Linked DNA regions of Rattus norvegicus: region 1 is linked to region 2. A link is a contact called in public Hi-C data. All regions are on one chromosome and are shown on one strand. Each heading gives the region's core, a stretch centred on a gene start, on an enhancer-like site or on the middle of the called end of the contact. The rest is flanking DNA. Distances are from core to core; before and after follow the strand shown.

Evidence for each region. Hi-C and Micro-C count contacts between places; a contact is called where the count stands out from the background.
Region 1: a contact with region 2 is called in a Hi-C map of hepatocytes, with 1.7 times the contacts expected there. The contact joins the enhancer-like site here to the promoter of Cdc42ep3 in region 2. A contact is called at or near these places in 2 of 12 Hi-C or Micro-C datasets (the A7r5 cell line and hepatocytes).

The regions. Positions count from the first base shown.
Region 1 is chr6:21,814,374-21,821,486 of GRCr8, forward strand. All of the region lies in intron 1 of Prkd3 (protein kinase D3), which reads left to right. Among named protein-coding and RNA genes, the nearest start is that of Prkd3, 26 kb to the left of the region's middle. Within about 2 kb of position 1,723, at least 8 of the 93 cell types and tissues checked have an H3K27ac peak or open chromatin away from gene starts, as enhancers often do. A contact at or near this core is called in hepatocytes, where this site is marked.
Region 2 is chr6:21,461,386-21,469,081 of GRCr8, forward strand. Cdc42ep3 (CDC42 effector protein 3) reads left to right here and starts at 1,696. Exons shown (of 2, transcript NM_001048044.1): 1 at 1,696-1,918. LOC134479326 (a long non-coding RNA gene) reads right to left here and starts at 1,466. Exons shown (of 2, transcript XR_010052493.1): 1 at 1,325-1,466; 2 at 1-673.

The DNA.
Region 1 (7,113 bases), core at 473-2,972, 350 kb after region 2:
TCAAGTCGCTTAACTCCCGATCCTGTTTTCTCTTCTGAGAGCCTAAGATTAGAATATCTACCTTTATAAATAGTTGTGGTGATTAAATACAAAGTTCTTAGTGCAGCCCTGGGACATAATGCTCAGAAAATACACCCATGGCTTCAGATTTCAATGTAGAAAGCTCCTTGGTTCTGTAGATCTCCTAAACCTTAGTGAGCATCAGAGTCACTGCATTTAGTTACATCATGTCAACAAAACCTTATTTTTTATTTCAGTTCTGATGTGCTTATTTAAAATGGGAGATTCCGCTCACAGTGTCTGGTACGCGATGAGTACCCAGTGGATGTTAGCTCCCTGTTTACTTGCTTTCATATTGGTAAGAGGCTTAAACGATACCCTCTAAAGCTATTGTTGCTGTTAGTTTGTTGAAGGAAAAAACTAGAGGCAATTGGAATGAGAAGGGAAGTTGGTAGAAAGCAGTTCATTTGAGCTATAATGGCATTTAGTAAAATTAAAATTCTGACTAAAGCTGTCTGCTTTTAGGTGATTTAAAATACTTGGCTTTAGTTTTGATCACTTGAATACTAGATCTGAAGACCGAATATTCAGTGTACTTGAGGGGTGATTTGGTCTGAATGAATGAATCTATTGTCTCTATCAACATGAATCAAGTGTAATTTTCAGTTCTGTCGTAGTGCCTGAGAACCCCAGCTGTGACTTTTGTTTCTAAAACTGGTTGTCATTCTGTGTTGTTTTTTCCCATTCTCTCTACTACAGCTGTGTTGCAGTAGCTTCGCAACATTCTAATCTTTTTCACACACACACACACACACACACACACACACACACATACATATATATGTATATATATATACACACACACACATATGAATATACACACACACATTATCTAGGTTAAACAGTGTCAGGCAGTTATTACTAAATACTTTAACTGGAGGGAAAATTAATTTGCTGCACATTCAGATTACAATCATAGCTGAAAGAGAAAAGGTCCAGGTGTTAAAGACAATTCAGAACTAATTACAAAATAAGGGGTGAAAGTGTATTTAAAAAAGAAAAAGGATTTCTCTGGTTTATGTCAGAAGTGCAAGTGTTAGCTAAATTGAGCAACTCTGCTGGCAAGCGATATCCAGAGAACTGTGAACTAGAGACGTCGGTGAAAGGGAAGCGTCCATTCAAGTGCCTGTTGAGCCAGTCCTCACTGACTCCTCTAAACTACTGATTTTGGCCTTAAGTGAAAACAAGCATTGGAACTCTTCCCTATGGTTAAGCACTTTTCAGAGTTGGTGCTAAATTAATATTAGTCTTGTTTCTGACAATAGTCAACAGAATTTTTAATGAGTGCCAGTTAAATAACTAAGTTCTGGGCTTTTAGGGAGTCTGAGGAAACCTGGAAAGAGAACATCCTTAGCACGTGTTTTCTGTTATTTAGTATAGGTTTTAAAGACACTGTAAAGATATGCTTGGCCTTAAGTTTAAAAATCAATTTAGTATTCCATATATACTTATGTGTGTATCAACCTCTAACCAAAATCGGTGTACTTCACTTACCTATAATGAAAACAAAATTGTATGTGTTAAAACTCTAAGGGTTTCTTATTTTTATACTACCTTTTAAAAATGCCTAATGACAGGTAAATAATTCACTCAGATAGTATTGAATTCTGAAGTTGCTTGTTAACATTCAAATTGATGTATTGCCAAGTAAAATAAAAGTTTTGCAAGCTTCGTACCTTATCTGACACTTTACTAACAGAAGTTGGTGGCATGAGATTTTATGAGACAAGGCTTCAGTGTTTAGCCGCCGTTAGTCTAGAACTGGGAAAACCTTCATTTTGCACAAGGCAGAGGAACTACTGACAAAAAAAAAGTAAGTTGGGAAGTTACTGGGAGAGCACTGTTAGGAACAGGCCAGTGGCTTTTTTTTTTTTTTTAATTTGCTTTAAACGCTTAGCTTCTTAGCTGTCCTCCATTCCCTCCTCCAGTCAGGGCTGGGGTAGGGACAGGAAGAAGACGTGGGCTGTGCGTTGTCAGGTTACTAACTCCCGTCCACATTCCCAGGCTCTAGAGTTTTGACTCCTTCCATCCTAGAGCATCAGGGCTCTTCAGCGTGAGCGTTAATCATTAACTGGGGCCAGAGAGTCGCACGATGGAGCTGAGTGTGCAGTCTGCAATACCGTACCTACTAAATGTCCACAAACCCAAGTGCTGGAAACTAGGAGTGCACAAAGACAGTGCCGTGTACCTCCTGGGGCAGAAGTGTCCTAGAGAGCTGAGAGCTCTGTCGGAGCTCACGTGGAGCTTGGCCTTGCTACTGAGAGCTACTGAACATACCCTAGGGTGCTGCCCTGCTAGCCCTGTTCCCTGTCCCAAGAGCCCTTGTTCTCCTGCATGAGAATGGGGTGTGCAGAAGATGAGAGACCATTTCTTGTTGTCGTACGTCGTAAAGGCAAATAGAAGATAGCAGTGACGGGGCAGTTCTCCTCCCTCTGCTGCCCCATGACTGCGAGCAGCAGATTCACAGATGGAATCAAGAGTTAGTTTGCGTTATTTTGCCAGAATATTTTTTTCCTTTTAAAATTATACAACTGGGGGGCTGGGGATTTAGCTCAGTGGTAGAGCGCTTACCTAGGAAGCGCAAGGCCCTGGGTTCGGTCCCCAGCTCCGAAAAAAAGAACCAAAAAAAAAAAAAAAATTATACAACTGAGTGGAAAGTGGCCTTTTCCTTTATTCCTTATTCTGTTGAAGTACAGCTTAGAAAAACAAGCCATTCTCTTTGAAAAGTTTCTGCTTTCTGTGTATTTCACCGCTGGTTATTTTTGATAGGTTTTGAAATATAAAGTGCTTTTGTTTGTGGCTTTTAATGTTTTGTTCATGCCTTTTTTCCCTCATGTGGTCCAGGCCAGCCTTCAAATCCCTGTTTACCCAAGGGCGACCTTGAACCTCAGCTCCTCTGCCTCCAGCCCTAGAAGCTGGGATTGCGTGTGTGTACCCCTGTGCTTGGCTTGACTATGACTTTCACATAGCTCCTATGTACTGAGAATCATTCTGGAAGAGGAAAAATAATTCTGAGCAATAGTTGAATTTGGAGTTTTGAGGATCTGTGGACTATTAAAAATAGGCAAAAATGTATATAATGAATTCTCATAACATATCTTAAACATATGAAAAATGCCAGCCTTGTAGAATGGACATACACAAGTCAGGGCAAGGGAAATGGCTCCATGGATAAAGCTCTCTCCCTGTAAACATGAGGTCCAGAGTTGAGATTCCCAAAATCTGCACCGAAGCAGGAGATGGCAGCTGTCTGGGGAAGAGTCTGGGAATCCTGGGTCAGGCTGGCTGGACTTGCTGGAACCTGCCCCATTAAATAATCCACATGCCCATAGAACATGCATGCAGATGCACAGCACCAACTCACATACGTAAAAGGGGGGAGGGTACAAGTTGAAACTACACAGAAGTACCACTTTTCATACAAGAGTAACAAATGTGATAATGAACTTAGAAAGTAGCATGTGACAAATCCTTTCATGTGTGTTACGTTTATGTGTGTATTTGCATGACTTTTGCATGTGTGGGCCCACATGTGTGCAAATGTGGTGCACATGTGTACACAAGCATGTGAAGGCCTGAGGTTGATGTCGAGTCATCCTCAGTTACTCTTCTGCTTTTTTCGTCAAGGCAGGTCTCTCACATCACACCCAAGCTCACTGATGTGACTAGTCCTGATGGTCAGCTTGCTCTGGAGACCCCTCATCTCTCCCTCCAATTGCAGAAGACCGTCAGACCCACCTTTTGTTCACATGGGTTCTAGGATTTGAACTCTGGTCCTCTCTCTGCCTGAGGGGCAAGCACTGAGCCATCTCCTCTGCTCCACAAACTTAATGTTTTGCATGTAGACGTATAAGCTGGTGTCTTTGTGAAGACCAATTGATCAGTGTCTAAAAGTTTCATATATATGTATACTTTGACCTAGGAAATATTCTGAGAAATTATTTCCACACATATACTCCAGAAATAGTAAAGGTATAAACATGCGATTACTCACTGGCTGTTGCTTGTAATAACAAAATATTGGAAACAGTAATGGCTAATATGGCACATCCAACTGGTCAGGAATTCAGATTCTTTATGTTACAATAATTTGTTTAATTGTCATGGTAACTGCCAAGTATGCTCTGTTTTATAGATAGAAAAACAATAGTTAAGATTATACAGTTAGGGGTTGGGGATTTAGCTCAGTGGTAGAGCGCTTGCTTGCCTAGCAAGCGCAAGGCCCTGGGTTCGGTCTCCAGCTCCGAAAAAAAAGAAAAAAGAAAAAAAAAAGATTATGCAGTTAATAAGATTTGAATTCAGGGCCTTGGGTAAAGTGCTTGCTATGTAAATGTGAAGACCTACGTTTCATCCCCAGAACATAAAAATCTGAGCGCAGTCATCCTATAAAACTCAACAACCAGCGAGCAACACAGTCAGATTCTCCAAAACTGCCAAAGTCTGAGAAACTTTTAGATCCAAAAAAACCCTACTAGTACCTGACAGCTCAAGGTCATATAGATTCATGGAAGATCCTGGAAAGGAGAAAGGACATTAGATAAAGCTAAGGAAATCTAAATAAAATATGACATTTGCTATAAATGTGTCATACTTCTATAAAGTGTTAATTAATAATGGGAAAACTGGGTGAATAACATTTTTTAAAATTTTATTTATTTAATGAACTCCACTGATAAACCAGAAGGGGGCATCAGATCTCATTACAGATGGTTGTGAGCCACCACGTGATGACTGGGAATTGAACTCAGGACCTCTGGAAGAGTAGCCAGTGCTCTTAACCACTGAGCCATCTCTCCAGCCCATGAATAACATGTTAAAGTAATTTTAAAGCTCAGGCATCCATTTGAAAAGAAAGCCTAAACATCATGTTTGTAATATTTTTTAATGTTTTATTAATCCTTTGAGACTTTCACGGAATTTATTTTTATCATACTCAGCTCCATTCCTCCTCCTAACTCCTTTCAGATCTGTCCCCACCTCTCTACACTCCCAACATTGGGTTCAGTTTTTCTTTTAGTTACTTGAATCCATTTGTGCTCCTCGTTCTCTCCTACATGTGGAGCCTTAGGCCCTTGAGCATGGGCAGCCCTACTAGGAGCCATGCCGTTAAACACTAACTCTCTGTCACCTGTCTATAGCTTCTTGGTTCCATCTGTGCTGCTCTGTGCTGGAATGTTGGCCGGCTTGATCTCGTGCAGGTCTTGTGCAGGCAGCCATAGCTGCTGAGAGCTCATAGGCACAGAGGTCCTGTCAGATCCAGAAGGTTGTTTCATTCCAGTCTACCGCCTCTGCTCTTGCAGTCTATATAGGCCCTTCTCTGTGATGTTCCCTGAGCCTTGCGGGTATTGAGAGGAAGTGAGTTTCTTTAAAATTTTAATGTTTCTCATGCATGAGCAGAGTTGAGTCATGTTCTTACTTGTGAAGACCTGACATCTGAACTTTGAAACCCATGAGTAGCAAATATGTGTATATTCATTTCCTTAGCAGATTGTTTCTGTTTATTTTGTATCTTGTTTAGATGTTTTAAAGCTATGTGCTTGTGGTCCATTTCCTGTTTCTTCGTAGATGTTTATCTTTACTATATCCGTGCCTCTAGACCTCAGTGCTTTTTAAAGACCGGCCAGAGTGAGCCCCTCAACCTCAGTGACAATATTTAATCTCTTCTTATTTTTCAGTCTATTTTCTGTTATTTTGGTTCTGACATTTGCTTTCACACAATTTGTAACTACTTAACAAACACACATATATGATACTTTAATAAATAGGATTTTTTCACAAGCCAGTCATTATACCTTTTTCTCTAGTCCAGTGGTTCTCAACCTTCCCAATGCTGCGAACCTCTAATCCAGTTCCTCATGTTATGGTGACCTCAACCATAAAATATTTTTGTCTCTACTCCATAACTGTAGTTTTGCTACTGTTATGAATCATAATGTAAATATCCATGTCATCCATTGTAGATAGAAATACCTGTGTTTTCTGATGGTCTTAGGCAACCGCTGTCAAAGGGTTAAGGCCCACAGGTTGAGAACCACTGCACTAGTCATTCAGTGATTTGTCAGGTTTATAGGTATCTTGTGAAGATGTCTACTGGAAATGACTTGACTGACATCACCAACATCTTTCAGCCTCTTGACATATGTTTATTTTAAATAATTATTTGTAATATTTTCTGCACTCTTTCTTTTACCAGCGCCAGGGCATTTGTGTATTCATTCATCTGTGTGGTGCTGAGGCTTGGCCTGGGCAGTGCACATGCTAGAAACACACCAGGGCCACACCCTATCCCCAGCTCCCGCTCCTGTTACCCATTAGGTAGCATGTCTACTGCACTGTTGTTTATGTCTTTTCCAGGCTGTAAATGCATTTAAATGTTGCTTTCTTTTTTGATTGGTGTTTTTAGTTAATTCTTTGAGTTATTACAAGAAGAGACTTGTCTTGTCTGATTATGTCAGGGTTAGTGACCAGATGACTGGCCGACTATTCTTTCTGGAGAGAAACAACACCTCTTTCCCATTTCTTACTGTGTAATTCAGATCTGGTAGATTTGGTCAGATCCTGACCAAAGCTTCAGTCTCTCTTCAGGGATTGCTCAGCTCTTTCCTGCCCCAGTCTCCTGAGTTCTGTTTCTAGACAATAGCTTGGATCCTTACCATCTTGCCTTTGGCCGTTGTCTCTTCCCTCTTAGAATATAAAATATTTTTGAACTGTTGGTATTCATTAATTACAGTGCTAGGAATTAGACGCAGTCATCAGCAAATTCAATTTTGAGACCATCATGTAAAGCCAGCAGGACCATTGTCCCGTTTTATGACCAGGACTGATGAAGTTTTTCCGTTATTATTTGCCCTTATTCTAGAAGTTTTGTGTTTCACTTGCCATTTACTATCCTGTTGTTTAATATCTGCAAGTGTTTCCATTTTTCCCCTGTTAGATTGTAAGCTTTTGGGAGGTGTTTGGAAGATACAGACTGTTTTCTCCTTACAACTGCTATCCATACCTTGTATTTAGTAAATATGACAGGAATGCTATTTTTAAAATCAGTTTTATTCT
Region 2 (7,696 bases), core at 446-2,945:
AAATATTTATAAAATACTTTTTATCTAACTAGGCCAGTAACATTTAATATTTTTCAATAAATCCGTATATAAAATGTATACATTAGTGCCAAATGGAACATATATTTTGAAATATGAGCCCCAAGTAAAACTCTGAGGAATCTGGAGTGGAACCCAGGTGTCTGCCAAAGGCAACTTGGGAGCAGGCGGTCAGTTGGAGAAAGGAAACAGGGCCGGGTCCCTTATCTTCACCTACTGTTTTGCTTGTCAAAATTCTGGTATCACTTCTGCGGTTTTGAATTTGACTTCCGACCTCATGGCTGTTTAACCTGCCAACTATTATTTTCTTTGAGGCTTTTAACACTCCACCCAAGTATTTTGCTTTCCCGAACAGTTGTGTCCGCTTCCTTTTTAAATTCACCTTAACATTGACCGTGGTTTAAAACCTGGGCTTAAAGTGCACCCTAGTCTAAGGTTTCAGAGCTATTGATTCGGGGCACCCTGGTGAAGACCTGAAGCCCAGAGCGCTCAGGGAAGCCAAGGTCTCCTGGAGGGGCTCAGCTTTGTCCCAGGGTTGGGGCCCGGCCCGGAGCGTGCGACTCCTCAGGGTTCCAACTCCTTTTCCAGGTCAATCAAGCCGGCGGGGACCTCAAGGCCGGAAAACGCCACCTTTTCCTGTCTCCAACCAGGCGGACTAAGGGAGAAGGAAGAGAGGGCGACCTGTTCAGACAATTAACATTAATTCTCTGGGTTCCTACAGAGGTCCAGGGACAGAGGGGCGGGTCGTCCTGAGGCCCTGGCCCGGTGACCGACAGGCGCAGGTGTCGCCGTGGGCGGAATTTTATGGTCCGGAGCGGCAGCAGCTGCGCCACTTGCGCCGCCCCTCAGAGCGTCCGGGAGAGCCGCCACCCCGCTTCCGCAGCTTTAGGTCAATCTCGGACAGACCTGGAGGGGGAGGAGACACCTCCCTCCAGACAGGAAAAACCTGCTGCGTCTGCGTTTCTTTGCGCCCCGCAGGCGCTCAGCCTCCAGCCCCGCGTCTCCCGCGCGTCTGATCCGCGCTCCGGGTTTTGGCGACAGCTTGCAAGGGAAGCAGGCTGCACGCTGACAGCACGCGACCCTCCTCTTCCCTCCCAAGAGCTTCGGCTGCCAGGGAGTCCCCAGGGAGCTGCGGTCGCGCTGCGGGCGACCGGGTCGGTGGCCCTTCTTCCCCGCAGGTCCCCTTCCTCCGCGGCGAAGCCCCGCACTGCTAGGTGGGTTAGGTAGGACAGGGAGAGGCGGGGACACGAGGGTGAGCACGAGGGTCCCGGGTGCGGGCGGAGTCCCATTGTTCTCCCGCACTTACGGACAGCAACGCTCTGGGGTCCCCTCTTTACAGAGAGCACCCCGCCACTTCTCTTTGTGCCTGAGGGAGCCCCAGCCGGGTTTGCCTCAGAGAGAAGCCACAACCGGGGAGAGGTGGGACTGGGAGGTGACAGTGGGTGCCCATTGTCCTCCAAGAGCCTGCAGCCTCGCCGCCACTCCTGCAGGTCTAAGGGTGGTGGGGAGGTGGGGGACAGGTACAGCGGAGGGAAGGTCCGGCTCCGCCCGCACCCTTCTCCCCGCCCTGCCCTGGCCTCACAGCCCCGCCCCGCGCCGGGCCCCGCCCCGCGCCCCGCCCTGGGCAGGTTGAGGCCGCGCGTCCGGCAGCCGCGCGCACAGCGTCGCAGGCGCTTCCAACTGCCGCTGGGAGCACAGCAGCGGGACGCTCGCTGGCAACCCAGTTTCGCAGCTCCTACCTCCGGGAGACGCTGCGCACAGTCCGGGAGCAGATTGGGCGGTGAACCGTCGCCGCCCCTCGGGTTCTGCGAGCACTAGCGAGGATTGTGTGCGCCCTCGGGAGGCGACCCGGGCCGACGCCCGGTCCCCGGGCAGAAGCAAGGAGCCTTGGAGACAGCTGGTGAGTATGAAACCCACAGTGCCTCTCCACCTGTAAGTCTGTCCGACCCTCAACCTAAGTCCCTTCCAGCTAGTGCAGATGGTGGCCTTGGAAGACTTACAAGGTGCGAAGATAATCTAGAGCACCGCCTTCTTGAGCTGATGTCCAGAGGATCAAAGGGGGACATCATGTTTGATGTCCCGGTGGGGGGATCAGGACTCGGAGCTCTGCCATCAGTGCCTACTTCTTTAGGGTGGGGCTGCAGGCAGCACGGCCCCCTCCTGGCCATTGACAGCCATTCTGGGCGCAAGTTGCGTTTTTCCATCAGAACCAACCGCACTTGGCTACCGCGCCCCTCTAGTTGTGTGTTTGTACCGCCGCGGCGCTTATGAGGGCACCGCGCAGCTTGGCAGTTTCCGCACTGACAGAGGCAGTGCATTTTAGCTGAGGCTCCAACCTGCAGATCTGGCAGTTGGGAAAAATTATTTTCTTTCTTGATTGCGGTTTCTGCACAACTGAAGCGTTTACAAGATCTTTACTCCCTCCTTCTCCTCTTCCTCCTGCTGCGGCTGCTCCTTCTCTTCTTCCTCCTCTCCTCCTCCTCACTAAGTATCTTGACACAGCCATGCGAGGATGAGGACGAATGGATCTGGCCAGTCAGTTTTTTTCTTTATGAATTATTATACGCCACCCCCCTCCCGCCTTTGGGAGGGAAGGCATGTGTTTCATCTTATAAATAGAAAGTAGCATATTTTTTTGGCAGGACCTGCTTTATACTGCACCGTCTAGGAGAGGTCAGTTTAAAAATAAATACGCACTTGAATGTTACATTACCGAGCCGGCTGTGGCTGGGACAAGCTGCGAGGACAGCAGCATCAAAGCTGGGCGCACATCTGTGTTGAAAGGAGTAAAAGCCCCAGAGTGCAGCCCCGGCTGACAGTCAAGTAATTACATTTTGTTTAAAAAAAAAAAAAGTGAGTGAATTAAAACGAGGGTGGGAAGGGGAATGTCAGGCGGGGACTGGAACATGAATCTTTACAGCCTTGGTGCATTTGCAGGGAGCGGGCTACTGATGTGTGCAGTGTGTAGGGGGCTCTGGGGAGGGAACTGATGGATGTGTTAGGGAGACAAAGATTCCTTCTGCTTCTTCCCCACCCTGGCAGCTTGTAGCCCTCACCATATCCTCAAGTTCTGGGAGGGGGTGGAGGAGGGGTTGCCGCCTTGAAAATATTAGGAGGGTAGCAGATGTCCCTGCTTTAATAGCAGACCCAGACTTGGGAACTTCCCGTTAACATCACAGGGAGAAATAAGCCTCACCAGGAAGGAGCCGGGATGCCCCAGGGGTATCCCTAAGTCCATTAAAAGACCCCTGTAATGTTCTGACTTATAAAAGATCTTTCAACTGAGCTAAGAAGTACAACTTCTGGACAGTTCTAGACGTTTCCACCATTGTGATTTGATGGACAGTTTAGATGTAAGCACAAACACCTTTTTCAGAACGAAGGACTCAGACATAAGGGGGCTGTGAAATGTCTAGCAATGTGGGACAAAGCATGAGCTCTATATTCGAGGACTGGTTGACAGTCCATCTGGAGGTGCCTAGGTTTTCCAGTAGGCCTCACCCATGGTGTAAGACCCGGATACCAGCCCCTGGCCTCACAGATGATGTGTAGAGAGCTTTGGAAACCTCCTGGGTCCATGGCAGTTTCTGTTTTCTAGCCATCTCATCTGCTAGAGATTTGCATTCTGAATTCCGTGATTGGAACACAGTGCTGAGGCTGACTGTGGCAGCCCCTGAAGATATGAAGTAAGATGAACTCCCTCCCACACCCCCTAATCCGAGCCCTGAAATTCGGCCTCATATCTTTTTTTTTTTTTTTTTTTTGGTTCTTTTTTTTTTTTTTTCCGGAGCTGGGGACCGAACCCAGGGCCTTGCGTTTCCTAGGTAAGCGCTCTACCACTGGGCTAACTCCCCAGCCCCTCGGCCTCATATCTTAAGGGGACTAGAGGCAGCTAGAGTAAAGTACTTACTGTACATTTTTTTCCTTTTTATTGTGAATTTAAATGCGGTCCAAGATGCACAGAAAGCTGTAACTGTGATTGCAGAAGGGCTCCCTGGAGCCGGTTGGCGCTGCCTGCTCTCCACTTTCCCTTTAATGTGGCGTTTTGTTTTATGTCTGACATGTTCACAAAAGCTGCCCTTTTCCACTTATAAATTTCCTGCTATTCAACAGCACTGGGGATAAAGTCTCTTTATCCTATATCACCCTAAGGTTTTTAACCAAGCCATAAAATTTTCACAAGGTCTTTGGCTATTAGACATAGCATTTATCTAATGGGTGGCAATACAATTCCCGACCTAAAGAGCCTTTAGAAAAACTATACCAATCATCCTCATCATCCTCCTCCTCATCATCATCACCTCCACCACCACCACCACCACCACCACCACCACCATCATCATCATCATCATTTTTGTTGTTTCAGTCTGATTTCATAGAGGTTCGGCTTAGTTTCTTTCTAACTAGAATCCCATTGACCTATTTTTCTTTTCATTGAGTAAGAACCTAAAAATTGTATTTTTAAATATACTATGTTTCTCAGAGAACAAGTTAAGCCATTTGAGATTAACAGATTCAACCACCACCCCTCCAGAAAAATATCTAAGAGACTTCTAATGGACCATGTTGTTAGGACATCAAAAGTAATTCTAGCACAAAGTCTGTCCTCAGTACTAAGCCAAGTACTTTTCTCAGTGCCTGTGTTAAGTCCTTCATTGCGAAAAAAAATCCTTCTATGTAATGAGGCGTGTCAATGCCTACATTTTATGGCTGTAATAACCGAAAACAGACCAGTGATGTAGTTTGCCCAAAGCTAGACAGTCAAGAGCATACCTACATGAGGGTGTGCCTGAGTGCCCACCTCTACTTGGAGTCTGTGCCTCTTTAGGTTAAAGGATTGGGAAAACCTGACCCATTCTTACCTTGGGGTAAGGTGGCCTAGGCACATTGCCTGGCGCTGGCATGTAGCACTTGTGTGACATTGGACACGTGATTTGGCTTGTGTGATTGTCTCATTTAATATCCACAGCTAGTCTTTTAGATAGATGGTATGGTGTTTCTTGTCCAGATGAGGACTTAGACTCTCAAGAGTTCTGTAACTTGGTCAAGGTTACACAACTAAGTATAGGTAGCAGGGCACAGTTTGAATTCGGTATGTTTGACCGAGTTCTGCATACCACACCTCCATTGTCTGGGTGGAGGGTTAGGCGAGCTATTAAATGTGATCACTGTTATGGATTTTGGCCTCTGGAAAGGAACTCATCTTGTATTATTCTATCTCACCATCTCAACACCCAAAAGGAAAGTGACAGTAATTGTCAGCCTTAGGGAAGACAGCTCGAATTACTTAATTATTAAGGGTGGCTGGTTCAGTCTTGTATATGGCAACCTTGTTCTTCTAGAGCAGAGCTGGCGTGAAGCTGCTAGAGTTGGTCTGAGCAGTTTATAGCAGAAACAAAGAGATTTGCCAGGTGCCAATGTGGGACTCTGAAAAGAGAAAGCCAGGCCCTGCTGGGGACAAGGCACTCCAGTATCCAGGAATGAGCACAGCCCCTGTGTGGGCGTGGCCTTGGATTAGTCAGAGGTAATGGGGCTGAATAACCGTGGTATGCCATTTCATCCATGGCCTGCCCTGCTGCCCCTGGCACCCAGTGGATACTCAGTGCCTGTTAGGTAGTGATATTGCCCTGATAATTCCAGGGAAATTAGGAACGACAGGAGGTTGGCAGAAAGGCCCTGAACTCTGTCCTTGACAGAAGGGGGCCTGTGACAGTGGCGCACATGCCCTGGATAGCACTAGATAAATGTCTGGTGTGGAAGATAGCACGAAGAAGCCTCACAGGCCAGAGCACGCTCGCCCAGGACGATCCGCCTGGCCTCTGCTTCTCATCAGCTGTGAAGTCCCAGCTCCACCCCAGGCAGGCTCTGGAAATGACTCAGGTTTGCTTTAGAACTAAGGGGACAGCTGTTGGAGTTGGGGCTATCCAGCCTGATCTGGAATTTTCTCTTTTCCTGCCCACTTCCTTTAAAGACGACAAAACAAAACAACATCCTACAAACTATGTCAAGTAACCAGCCACATCTACAGCAATTAACAGGCAGTCAGGGTATTTTTTTCCCTTTGAAAAAATAAGTTTTCCTTTGGCTTAATTAATACACTTCAATGACAACTTTTACAGAGTGGGGTACCAGACTGAGTGTGCTAGGTAGAAAAGCAGCTTTTTAACTGTATAGCTTTTTATAGTAGGCAACAGACATTAAAATGGTGGTTGTTTGGTTGTGGTTTTGTTTCCTACCTTGAACTCCTGATCCTTCTGTGTCAGCATCCTGAGTGCTGGAACTATATTCAAATGCCACCGTGCCCAGCAGTGCCACCTCCACCACCCCACTTCTAAGTAATCAGACCGTATATGGAAGCTGATGAGCCTCAATGGTGTCTATGCTGTCATTGGTGCCTGCCTAAATCATCCATTCACAATGGACTTCAAGAGTAGGGCATTTTTAAAACTAAAGAATTTTAGTGGTTTGGAAGCTGCATGTTTCAGAATGTTAGGACTGGCCTTCTAGCCTATGGTTCTTAAGCGGTATTAAGTGGTCACATCCTGTAGTGACCCAACGGGATAGCATTCCTGAAGACTCAGAAAGACCAGGGAAGGGAACTAACTGCAGAAAGCCAGTTTGGTGATGTCCTGGTCCTGGTCCCCTTCCTGAACAACTTTGCAGAGTATCCACTACACCAGTGGGCACCACCCACTACTCCCTGTGGAAAGAGCTTCTGCTGTGTCTCAGAGTGTTTTGTCCTCACAATGGCTGCAGGACTGCTCCAGTAGAAAACTCACGCTGGGGAGCCCCAAGCCACAGTTGCACAGAGGACTTGTGTGTTGTGTGCCTCGCAGCCTGCTGGGCCACAGGCGGTACAGCAGCGCGGCTGGAAGAGCATGCCTGGAAGATGCTGGCAATCAGTGGTGCTTCTGCTTGGAAACAGGCGGAGGTAACAAAGATTAGATCTGAAAACACAGGTTGGCAGCTTGATGTGGATCCGTATGGTGTGAGTCCGGCCTCTGGAAGCCTGTTTCTCGTCTCTAACAGGATTTGGTGTTTGATGAACTCAGATCATCCCCAGCCCTGGATTTCCATAAGCCAGCATCCACACGACCTATCAGCATTAGCCGAGCCTGCTAATAACAAAGGGGTGTCGGGCTGGAAAACAGCATGTAGTTCTCTAAGGAGCCAGAGCAGGCTGGAAGGCAGGGACTTCAAAGACCGGCTTCTGTTTGGACAGCTTACACATTTGGGGATCTGTCTTGTTCTGGTGACATCCTGAAGGTCATATTTATAGTCACATGGCTCCCTTTGGTCAGGTCCTAGCACCAAATTACAGGTGGTGTTCTCACTTTTAGATGTCTTCAGAATGAAATGTCTTCTAGTCACGCTGAGCTGGGGTGTAATGCTAAGATTAGATCATGTTCAAACTGGAGGCTCTTATCCTGGATCCTTCATGAAGGACTCCGTAATCCAGTGGCTCACCTGGGGAGAGGTGAGTGCTGCCACCAGTCCAGTGGGGAACACACAGCACACTCAGTTGGGTCTCAGCTGTTGTGTATGGGGTCAAAACAAGGATTGCTTCATGCTCGGTTTTGTCGTGGGCAGGAAGTTTGACTTTTGGAGCCCATCATCTGGAAGACATTATTACACTTTAGTTAAAACAGTCAACTAGGTGTCCAGATCCTAAAATCTA